2 separate regions of the Ovis aries genome follow, and region 1 is linked to region 2. A link is a contact called in public Hi-C data. All regions are on one chromosome and are shown on one strand. The core of a region is the stretch at or near the end of the contact, and the rest is flanking DNA. Distances in the headings are between cores, read along the strand shown.

Evidence for each region. A called contact is a pair of places that touch in the nucleus more often than the background predicts.
Region 1: a contact with region 2 is called in a Hi-C map of hypothalamus, with 2.8 times the contacts expected there. The contact joins the enhancer-like site here to the promoter of PDGFD in region 2. A contact is called at or near these places in 2 of 16 Hi-C or Micro-C datasets (hypothalamus and tail adipose tissue).

Annotation. Positions count from the first base shown.
Region 1 is chr15:4,356,645-4,362,390 of ARS-UI_Ramb_v3.0, reverse strand. It overlaps LOC121816661 (a long non-coding RNA gene), which reads left to right. Exons shown (of 6, transcript XR_006056306.2): 5 at 4,001-5,746. Among named protein-coding and RNA genes, the nearest start is that of DDI1, 250 kb to the right of the region's middle. Within about 2 kb of position 1,275, at least 14 of the 54 cell types and tissues checked have an H3K27ac peak or open chromatin away from gene starts, as enhancers often do. A contact at or near this core is called in hypothalamus, where this site is marked.
Region 2 is chr15:3,958,086-3,963,967 of ARS-UI_Ramb_v3.0, reverse strand. PDGFD (platelet derived growth factor D) reads right to left here and starts at 3,876. Exons shown (of 8, transcript XM_060399633.1): 1 at 3,564-3,876. The coding sequence starts at 3,687.

The DNA of each region.
Region 1 (5,746 bases), core at 26-2,525, 400 kb before region 2:
ACAACGAGATCCACAGGTTTCTTTCCCACAGAGCCTGACATAGGGAGGCACTGTGACTTTGCATCTACAACCAAGGTTAATGCTCAGTGGAAGTCCAATTACATGAAGGACTGAGGATTCTCTTAGTCAGGAACTCATTCTAAGGGAAGATGAAGTCCGACACAAGCGTTTTGATCTGGTAACCAAGAATCAAAACTGAAGAAAGTGTTAATCACTCAGTCATGTCTGACTCTTCGCAAGCCCATGGAGCCTGCCAGGCTCCTCTGTCCATGGAATTTTCCAGGCAAGAATACTGGAGTGGGTTGCCATTCCTTCTCCATCAGAACTGAAGGGGGCAGTAATTAAAACACCAAAGGGTTGTCTCTGATCTGAAGCTATTTCTAGTCTTATCTGACGGAATCATATCTATATTCTAGGAAAAGAGAGATCAGTAAATACAACTCTAAATGGTTAAGTCTGTACAAAAATCTCTAAGAATTTAAATGTAAGCAGCCCTAAATGTAAGCAGAAGCTGAAAAAAGAAGCAATATAACAATTATTATAATCTCATTTGTACCAGAGCCCCAGGGAAACTGAAGTATATAATCACGTCATTAAGCTATACCACAGAATCTGAAGCAAGAACAATGAATTCCATTTTACAGATGAGGGTTGACAAGTGATTATTGCATCGCTCCAGGGGCACCTTTCACTGTATTCTATTGAGAACGGTGCCTTGCCCTCAAGAGCATAGCTGGGAGGTCTAGATTTGTATTCCAAGTTTACCCTATTAAGTGGCTGAGATCTGTCTGGATCTAAGCCACCTGGTTCGTCTGGGCTAACAGACCCAGAAAGCTAATCAGGACTTCAGAATCAATGGGTTGATAAGGTATTTGTCAAACCACTGCTAGTAAGGAAGGTCTCTGTTTCCTCTGGTCTCCTATTTTCCCCTAGAAATGGCTTCGGTGCAGGGCTTTTGTTTTGGGCAATCTCAGCCTTGAGCTTTGTTTGCTTGTTTATTTCCTCTGCTGCATTCTTGTTTAGGTTCCCAGCCGTATTTTTCCCCCTGTGCTTATTTGTATGAGAGCAACTCCCTGTGTCATTTCCTTCATCCTTGGCTTGTACTTTGCCTTTTTACGACCTGCGGTGCTCTAAGGGCCTGTGATGAGGGGATGTGCAGGCCAGCGATCAGAGGGCTGGGGACGCCAGCGAGCAGGCGTGCTGCCAGCAGTGGGGCACCAGCTGAGCTCAGGAAGGCAGCAGGAGCTCAGTTCCTGAGTAAAAATAGGCCCGAGTTCCTGCTGCAGCCGCCGAGGCACTGCCCGGCTCAGGGAACGGAAGCAGACGCCACACAGGCCTGCACGCTGTGTTTACGTGTTTGGTGCCCTCACTACTCAAGTGCACGTTCCCACTGGGCCACTTCACACCCACATTGTTATCGCTGTTTGTTTTTTAAGGTCACGTTTTATTAAGACAAGAATAACTAGGTTTTCTAAATCTTAGTTCACCCATTCTTCCTGTTTCGGGTGTTCAGCTTAATGTCTTTTAAACATCAATTTTAAAATGATCCCTTTCTTAATATAAAAATGTTCATTATAGAAATTTTGAAGAAGTAGGAGTATAAAGAAAAAAAAAATTCCCTTTGATTCCAGCATCTGAATATAGTAACTATCATATCTCTATACTTAAATATTTCTAATTTGTTTTTAAGGCACAGGCAGGCACCTTAGTAAAGAGGGAGAAACTTTTCATGGTTTTGTTTTGGAAGTTTACTTGTTTTAAAAGTTAACATTTTAGCTACTTAGAAAAAACATTTTATGGAAAATACTATGCAAAGTTTCATTCTGTAGTTTTGAATAAAGTAGTATTTTCATACAATAAAATGTACCAGTTCCCAGCGTTCAAACGCATTCACTTGTGTAACCATCACAGCCAAGATGAAAGCATCCCAGTCACTTCAACAAGGTGCTTTGAGCCACCCCACTGCAGTCCACCTCCATCCCTGCTCCCTGCTGCAGGCAGACACTGCTTTATGTCACTATCAACTAGCCGTGCTGTTTCCAGACTTTCGTATAAATGGAATCACAGTATGCACTCCTTTGTGTCTAGCTCCTTTCCCTCAGCATATTTCTCACACATGGTAATAATCACATATGATTATACTCACATGTACTTTAAAATTTGCTTTTCTTCATTTCATATCATAAGCATTTTCCACATCACTAATTATTCCCTTAAAATTTAATTTCCCATGACTATACATTAATTTGTTTTAGGGATATACCATAATTTATCTCATAATTAAGATCTTGTTGTTACTTGCTTCTTTGTTTCAACAGTTTGATTTTATAATCAAGAATGATTATTTTTGAATATATGTGTTTGTATGCATGACCTAATTTCTGAGGGATAAATTTATATAAAGGGACTTGTTCAGTTAGAAGACAGGCAAATTCATAAGGCTTTAAATATATATTGTGCTAGTTTAATCTCTCACAAGCAATATATACAAATATGTGAAGACAAATAGTATTTTGAAGTTGAATGGGAACCTGCAAAAATATCAGGTTTGGTGGTCCTTAATCAATGGGTGGACACACCTATCGAGTTTTTTTAACATGCACATACATTTTATGTAACTTGGTATGTATTTACGAGGCTCAGATAGTTGTTGTTTTCATTTTTATGTTCCTCAGATGATTCTATTGCACACTCCATGTTAAGAAGTACCTTGTTTTTACAGATAAAGAAAATGAATCCAAGACAGGCTCACTAAAGCCTCTTGATTGCCCTGTGTTGTTTTTATTTCACTGAGTGAACTTGCCTTTACATTGAATACCCATTACCTGGAAGACAATCAGAATTAAGAAGCTAGGTCTCTCCATGGTAGACCTGTACCTTAAAAGAACTCTTTAAGGTGATGAAGTTAATGAAAGTGCCAGGACCACCTCAGTGTTGAATTGCTCAGTCCAACTCTTTTCAAACTCCATGGGCTGTAGCCCTCCTGGCTCTTCTGAGCATGGAATTTTCCCTGGCAAGAATACTGGAGTGGGTTGCCATTTCCTCCTCCAGGGGATCTTCTCAACTCAAGGATTGAATCCATGACTCCTGATTCTCCTGCATTGCAGGTAGATTCTTTACCACTGAGCCACCAGGAAAGCCCAGGATCACCTCAGATGACTCCCCAGTTGAAAGGGATCTCAAACAGGGTGTAACTCAAAAATTTACTTGTGTGCACTGCCCAGATCTGAAGTAAACTTTCCTTGACTTTGTCCCCACTCCCCACTCCCCAACTCCGCCTTTTCACATTCCTCTTAGAGGAGACAGAGAAGCAAAGGACTGGCTCACTGGAGCTCAAGAAGGAGACGTTAATTCACCACATCTGCTGCCCTAGGCTTGTTGCTGGTTTTCCTCTGCACTCCAGCTCCCTGAGAGATGACTACTGTTTCTGCCATCTTCTATCGCAACCAAAGGGGAACAATGGGAGCAAGATAGCTTCCACAGCTTCTCTTCTCCAAGCACAGATTGCCTCAGCTTGCTGCCCAGGCTGCCATGTCTATTCCATAATTTCTCTGGGTTCCAACAGTCTACCTTCAGGAAGGGCAAGTGCCTTTCACCTAGTTGTCATTACATAAGCCACAACATGGGCTTCCCTGGTAGCTTAGCTGGTTAAGAATCTGCCTGCAGTGTGCGGGGCCTGAGTTCAATCCCTGGGTTGGGAAGATCCCCTGGAGAAGGGATCAGCTATCCGCTCCAGTCTTCTGGCCTGGAGAATTCCATGGACAGAGGAACCTGGAAGGCTATAGTCCATGGGGTCACAAAGAGTCAGACACCTCTGAGCGACTTTGACTTTCAAGCCACAGAGTATTTCTTCATTGAATTGTTGATGTCTAACAAAGATTTTAGTGAGCTGATTCTTTGAGATTTTATCCACTATTGTCATAGTCCCTCACCGTGTGACTAGATGAGTCTGGAGAGCCACCTTGTGAATCTGGACCATTCTTTTTTTTTTTTTTTTAAGCTGAGCCACGTGGCTTGCAGAATCTTAGCTCACTGACCAGGGGCCAAACCTGGGCCAAAGCTCTGAAAGCGCCAATGGACTGTTTTCCCTTAGAGTGAGTACTTTCTCTGGACCCCCTGGGGTAGCTCCATATTCAACAGATAGTTGGTCCATCCTCCTCGAGAGTTCTCTGGGCATGCCTGCTTCCTGGAGGAAATAGTGAGACGTCAAGGTGGGAGTCCTATTTTCACCTGCCTAGTCCTTCCTAGACACGATTTTTAGCATAGTGTCATTTACCATAGCCACAGCACTGCATCTGCAAGACATCAGGATTTCAGTTATAAATTATTAAAAAGCAAAGAAAAAGAACACCTCCTAAAGAGGGACTTTAAGTTTTAGCAAATAAAATTTGCAAAGAGAGAAATGTCAAGTCAAATTATACAAGGATCCTAAAGCACTTTTCAGCACTTAGAATGAAGATAGAGTAATTTTTCTCACATACAAGTCCCTAGAAATTAGTTTGTTAAAAGTACACATCTTCATAAATCATGAATGAAGAGCCATTTGCAACACCACCGCCTCAGGACATAGTTCCCCTTTAGAGGGTACATTTGCCTCTTCTTCCTGCAACTCTTTCATTACTGGGGACCCCAGATCTCCAAGTATTGATATATAATCCTCTTTTACAGGTTCACATAGGAGAGACCCTGATAATCAATCACTGGGCCTTTCTGATTGATTGACAAATTAATCAAATATTAATAGAAATTCCTGTTATCCAGTGAACTCAGGGCTTCCCTGGTGGCTCAGCTGCTAAAGAATCTGCCTGCCATGTGGGAGACCTGGGTTTGATCTCTGGATTGGGGAGATCTCATGGAGAAGGGAAAGGCTACTCATGCCAGTATTCTGGCCTAGAGTGAACTCAAGACCCTGTTAGTAGAATGAAACACATATTATACTAAAAAAAATTTGAGGGCATCAGAAAAGAGATGGAAAAAAATGGGGGCTCTGGATGTCCATGAAATCACATATAGTCCCCAACTGACCTTTGAAAGTAGATTTAGCTCATATAACTTCCTCAAGTTACAAATTCTGGTGTGCAAAAAAAAAAAAAAAAAAAGGCAAAACATGCTTTTCTCTGTTTTCCTAAATTTCTACCTTGAGCCCTATTTCTGTAGGTTTCTCTAGGATGACTCAAGTTGCTCAGTGATTTCTTTACCATTTAAAATGCAGGTTCAGGCAAATTTACGAATTCTATCTTGTCCCAGCAGCAGATCCAAACAGAAACACCGCAGCATTGGTGAGAAGAGGAAATAACCAGTTTACCAAGCAATTTGCTCTAAAAATATTTATATCTCTCACTTAAACCAAAGCATTTAAGCTTCAAATTGAGACTATAAATTTTGGGGCTTGGGGATTTTGGTTCCCTTTCCCTCTACCATTGGATAGCATCAGCCTTACATCTCCCAGCTAAGGAAAAGGGGGCAGGAAGTGGAGAATGCTGCAGCATTAAGGAATTCCATATTTTTGTTGTGTCTGCGTTTACCTCATCATTTAAGCTTGGTCAAGGCTTATGAAGCTGACATGGGGATGAGTGAGCAAGGCTATTATATTATTATGTTAGACGTGTCTGTGGCCTTTCCTGCAGCTTCCCTTAAGTCTCCCCACTTCTCTGCTGATTCCTTGGGGAAGAGACTGGGACTCTCCCAGAGGTGTCTATGGACAGGAGAGTCTGTGTTCTCTTGACCCCAGATTTCTCGGGGATGT
Region 2 (5,882 bases), core at 2,627-5,126:
CTTTCTGAAAGGAAAACAAGGTCAAGAAAATGAAGACTACATCTGTAATCTTAACTGCCTAAGCAGGAAGCTCTATCTAGTTAGATTTAAAAATAAGTAAGCAATACTGTCAGTTAATTGCTACCTTCACACTTCTTGGTTCACGCTCTGAGAAGCACCAGTTGTGGCCAGTTATTATAACAAAAGCACCAACTGCACAGACACTAAAATAAGAATATGTGGGTGCTATTGCTAAAGGCAGGTTTTCTTTGTGCCAAGAGGTGGATCAGGAATGGGTATCAAAAGTAAGTCATTTTGAGAAAGAATAACAAATATGATATAAAGAAGCATAGATATTCAATCAAGCACTGCCAACTATTACAGTTTAATTCTTTCCAGCCGCAGAACCTAGTTTTCTCCTAGGGACAGAGACCAAATTCAACCACCGGCCTCCTTGGGTTACCTTTAGTCATTCTGGAAGCACTGGCAAGGGCTCTCCAGACACCCCTTTTAGAGCAAGAATATAGAGTGATAAAGAGTTCTGGGAGGCCAGGCTACTTCAGCAGAGAGGTCTCCTACACTGAGTAGATGGAGATGACCACTTACCAACCTTCACACTGTATCTCCAATTCATTTATTAACTACTCCAGTTATCTGGAGCTACTAGGTACAGGGAGACCAAAAAACAAGATTTTTGTATCAGGCTGGACAGCATCCAACACGCCTCATGCCAAGGACTGGGGAGACCTGTCCTCTTGATTCCCTTCTTAGTCCCAACATTAGGTGGCAGTTGACAGGGTCAGCAGGGACAAAACCACGGCGCCCAAGTATAAAGACAGTTTCATCATTGGACAGTGGTTTCAAACCCCTATCAAAGACCATATCTAATCTTTTTTGTGATTTCCTACTTGTAATCTGAGGGTCAAATATTCTCCGGGCCCTAAATTAATACTTGGAAACACTTATCTTCATCTTTCCCCTTATTGTATCCTTTGTGTGTCCTCCCCAAACTTACACCCTGTTTGAACTGGATCAAGAACACTGTCCTCTGTAATGAGCCACTAGGGAACTTTGAGAGAGCAAGTTTAAAATGTCTCAGATCAGAATAAGGATTTAATTAAATCAGTTATTAACTTCTCTGGTCAGCTCAGCTGTTACCACATAAAATCTCTCAGATGATGTCTGCTGCTAAGTTGCTTCAGTCGTGTCCGACTTTGTGCGACCCCTTAGACAGCAGCCCATCTAGACTATATCAAAACCCTTCATTATTGCTCTCACCAAAATACTACGAAGTGTCTGTCAACCTTTTCTTCATTACTGCCCCTCCCTTCATTAATGAGTCTTTTTAGACATGTTTCCACATATACTCTCTATGAATTGTTAATACTACACATATACTGTATATCTGTTTATATGCACTGGCCTTTGGCCACAAACCACTGTAACATATAAAACTTTTTTCACCATCTAAAATCCAATTACATTCCCTTGGGGCAATATTATCATTATTATCATTTTCTGAGAATGTGGGTCTATAACACTTAAGCTGCCTTTTGAAAATTCCCCGATCTAAGAGCCCATTATAGTGTTAATTATTTTTACTCTGTACACAACATTTTTCTAACCCAACTATCTTTCCCCCTTTCCTAGCCTTCTTTATAAATGAGATTGACAGTGAGAAAAGTATTGAGCAGTCTGAACTAATCAAAATGTGTGTGTATGTGTGTGTCTGTTGTAACTACACAACAGTTCTAGCTCAAATATGATGGAATAAATCCAGAGTAGTTTTCAAACTTTAATAAATTAAAGCATTAGCACTTTTCATATAGACAAGATAGATGTACAGAGTTTTAACAACAACAACAATAAAAACAAAGAGACATGAGCTGTGAGACTTGGTTTTAAAAGTCAGAATCTTGGGTTAATGGGCAACGGTTACATATTTTTCATTTTCTGTCCTTGACTTCTTGTAACTGATACTTGGGAAGTTAAGGATTACAAAACTATGGCTATGAAGTCATGCAAATTATAAATGGCATTTTACTCTATGAAGCTGAAAGGGCACATAAAGCGCAAACATTAACAAATCTAAAAACTCAATGAGTAGAAGAGTGTCCCTGGGGGAAACATTAATGAGTGAAACAAAACTATAAAAATTTAGTCTTGAGCCTAAACATTTAAAATTTTTTATTAAAAAAACGTGTTCAAAATGAAGGCTTATCAAAAGTGCACTGCTAGCATATTTTACATAAAATACTATAATAAGGTAACTGAAATACAGGGTGACCTTCTGCCTGGAGATGACTCTGTGGTTTCCCTATATTCCCTCCACTTCAGATGACTTCAGCACACTGAAATCCACAGTCTCCTTGCCATCAGGAAATATAACAAAGTTTTTCTTTGCTTGTTTCAAAGCTCAGAAGCTTTTCAGTGATATCCAAACTAAGGACAAGCCAAGAGAGAAGCTGATAATAACAAAGCTAATATGAATTTAGCAGCAGTCAAATGTTGCCAGCTCAAAGAGTGAAACCTTTAAGAATAGCTTGGTAAGCTCCTCAGGGGATGTGTCAGAACTTTCAGTAAGCAGAAGGAAAGATATATCTGAGGAAGGGATAACAAAACAAAACAAAAACCCTATGGGTCAGTTCAGGTAGGTGGTGGAAGCAGCTGCAAATTATTGGCAACATAAACTGTAGTTGAGAACTGAGAAATGCATTAACTTCAGATCTTGGTGGAGGCCCAGATAGCAAACAAACTCAATTAAAATCACTGGCATCCACTGGCCCAGGTGTCTTCCATAAAAGGAAAACAAACAAGCTTTTCTGGGACTTTGCTTAAGACTTGGCTGTTGAAGGAGATTTGCTTCTTGCAAACAGTTGGAAAGACTTCTGTGAAAGAAAGCTAATAGCAGGAGTCAGGTCTCCCTGGAATACAGATGAAACTCCAAAAAACATTTTCTCCCAAATTCTGAGTTTCTGAGCCATGCTCTTGAACTCCACTGGGGAAGTCACTCTGGGGATGAACAGGGCAACAGGCTGCACACCGGGCCTCAAGATAAATAATATATAAATAAACTGTCCCTATGCTCCAGCTACCATTGCCTCTGAAACTAATCATTCCCTCTCCTCCCACTTAAAAAATAAAAATAAATCACCCAGAGAAGGCCACTCTTGAGTCTAGCCACCTATGATAAATGCCCCATCTGTTTCAAGTCCACAAGATTAAGAACCTGAGCATGGGGAGGCGCAGCCTGCGACTTTCTCCAGCTCCGAGGTCCTGCTATCAGTGGACGGATGGACACCGAAATGACTTCTCTGGGGTTCAGGAGATGAGTCACCGGGGCTCTCCGGTCCTCTCCCGCACATCGCTTTCCACACCCTCAGTCCCATTCCCAGGAAGGGGCTCTCAGGGATGGAGGCAGGCACCGGACCCCTCTTCTTTTTCTGCACCCTCTCCCACACACACACCACCAAGGTTCTTAGGAAAGAAACCGAAGGGGCGGGGGGTAGGGGGAACCACAGTGATGACAATCAAAAAAGTAAGTATTTAATTGAAAAAAATAAAATAAAATCTGAGTCTCTTACCATCTCGCCTGAGGTTGGCGTTACGCAAAGCTTTGATAGATGCGCTCTGCGGGGTGGCAGAGGTGTCCCGGTAGCTGCAAAAGTTTGCGCAGACTAGCGTGTAGACAAGGATGAGCCGGTGCATTGGGATCAGAGACCCGGGGACAGCGTCACTCCAAGAAAAAGCCGGGACAGGCTCCCGGGACGCGAGCCCGCACTCGCTGGCCCTGGCCTCCGCGCTAGTCGCCGAGCTCTCCGCAAACTTCCTGCATGCCGCGCTCTCCGCGCGGGGGGCGGCCGCACTTCCTCGTGGCGCGGAGAGTTGATCAATGGTGACGGGACAAACAACAGGTTGACGTTTGTTCGCCCCCTCCGGTGGCCGACAGCTGCAGCACAGGCGCCCGGGCGCCGAGCGGAGCAGCAGCGGCCCCCGCCCGGCGGCGGCGCCCCGGGCTGCGCGCACTCGGGCTCCCCCCGCGGCGCGCCAGGCTCCCGGGCCGAGCCCCGCGCCGCCGCCGGGCCTGGCCGGGCGACCTGGGACGCGACTCCCCCACCTCTCGGGCCTCAGCCCTAGACATCAGACCAGACGGGCGAGGGGCACCGGGGAGTGGGGGGCTGGGAGAAGTGCGAGACCGCGGAATCCCCAAACTTCTCCGGAGGGGACGGGCTCAGCCACCCCAAGACGTGGCTCCCGCCTAGTGACGGGGGCGAGCGTGGGGCGTGGGGCGCGATCTGAGGAGAACCGCTGCAGTTCGAAAGTTGTCGTTTACAATAACCAAGGTCAGATTCTGCTCAGTCAAGATTTTGCTAAGTGGAAAAAAAAGGAAAAACTCAATAGCAAGGAACTTGATTCTGATCTTTACTTTGAACCCCAGTGCGGTGAAAGTCACTCAGTCGTATCCGACTCTTTGAGAGCCCATGGACCATACAGTCCATGAATTCTCCAGGCCAGAATACTGGAGTGGGCAGCCTTTCCCTTCTCCAGGCAATCTTCCCAACCCAGGGATCAAACCTAGGTCTCCCGCATTGCAGGAGGATTCTTTACCAACCGAGCCACAAAGGAAGCCCTTCAGCTCCAATAGGTGTGGCCTTATCCAGGTCAAGGTGAATTTTCAGAGTGAGGCTCAGCGTGTCCTCGGTGTGAGGGTTGCATGCGATGAAGTGTAACGGTAAACCGTCAAGGGTGTGTGTCCCACCGCCCACCTCCTGCACTGTAGAAGGATCTAGAAATTGGATGGGGTTTGGCCAGTTGAGACTGGCAAGGTGAAGAAGTTGAGGGGGCATTGTCTTCATGGTCCACACAGAGAAGCGGGGACATCCAGGCCTTGGGGCCCCCCTACTCTGAGTATGTGGAAGCTCAGAGGTGCAGAGGAAAAGCCCTTAGAGTCCAGGAACTTGTAAATCATATCTATAGCCCAGGGGTAGGGGACTATATTTGGAAAAGGAACAGCGAATCAAGACTCCGCTGGTCACTGGGTTTGTCACCTTAAGTCATTTGAGCTCCTGAACCTCAGTTTCTTTACTTTAAAAACAAACGAACAATATTGTATTGGTTTTGCCACGCATCAACATGAATCCGCCCCGAGTGTACACATGTTCCCCACCCCGAACCCCCCTCCCGCCTCCCCCACCCCCAACACCATAGTAAAAAAAAAATAATAACAATAATAAAATTTTAAAAATCACTATGCTCCTATTAAAAAACAAACAAACAAACAAAAACACAAAAGGAGAGTAGTCATGGTTGTGGTGATAGTTATATGAAAGAACTTTAGTATTTTGCTTTGCTGTAACTGAATCCAAATCCAAATTTGCTTAATTTCTCTGCTGCTCAAGGATGAGATCTAGAAGAGACATTTTCCATTCTCTTTCTGGCCTTTCAGCTCCTGAAAGTTTGGGATATGAAAATATCTCTATATATGACATTCGTGTATAGAGAGAGCCAGAAGCACTAAAACGCCTAGGAAGTTCAGGAAAATTAAACTCGAGATTACACCATCCAAGGCTGACTAGAACATATGTGTTCTTTCTACATACTCAGAAATTAATGCGGGTTCATCTCTTTGCATTTTTTCTAAACAGTGTTCCAAACTGTGGGTTTGTGCATTGTGAAATAAATTTCAAGACCAGCATTATTTTTTTTAATTGACATTTCTTTTTTTTAAAGAGGAATTTTAGGTTCACAGCAAAATTGAGAGGATGAGACAGAGATTTCCCCTGTGCCACCACAGAAGCATAGCCTCCCAGACCAGCAGATCTACCCACCAGAGAGGCACATCTGCTACAATTAATGAACTTGGTGTGTTCTTGGTTGGTTACATATGGTACACATAAGTTTAC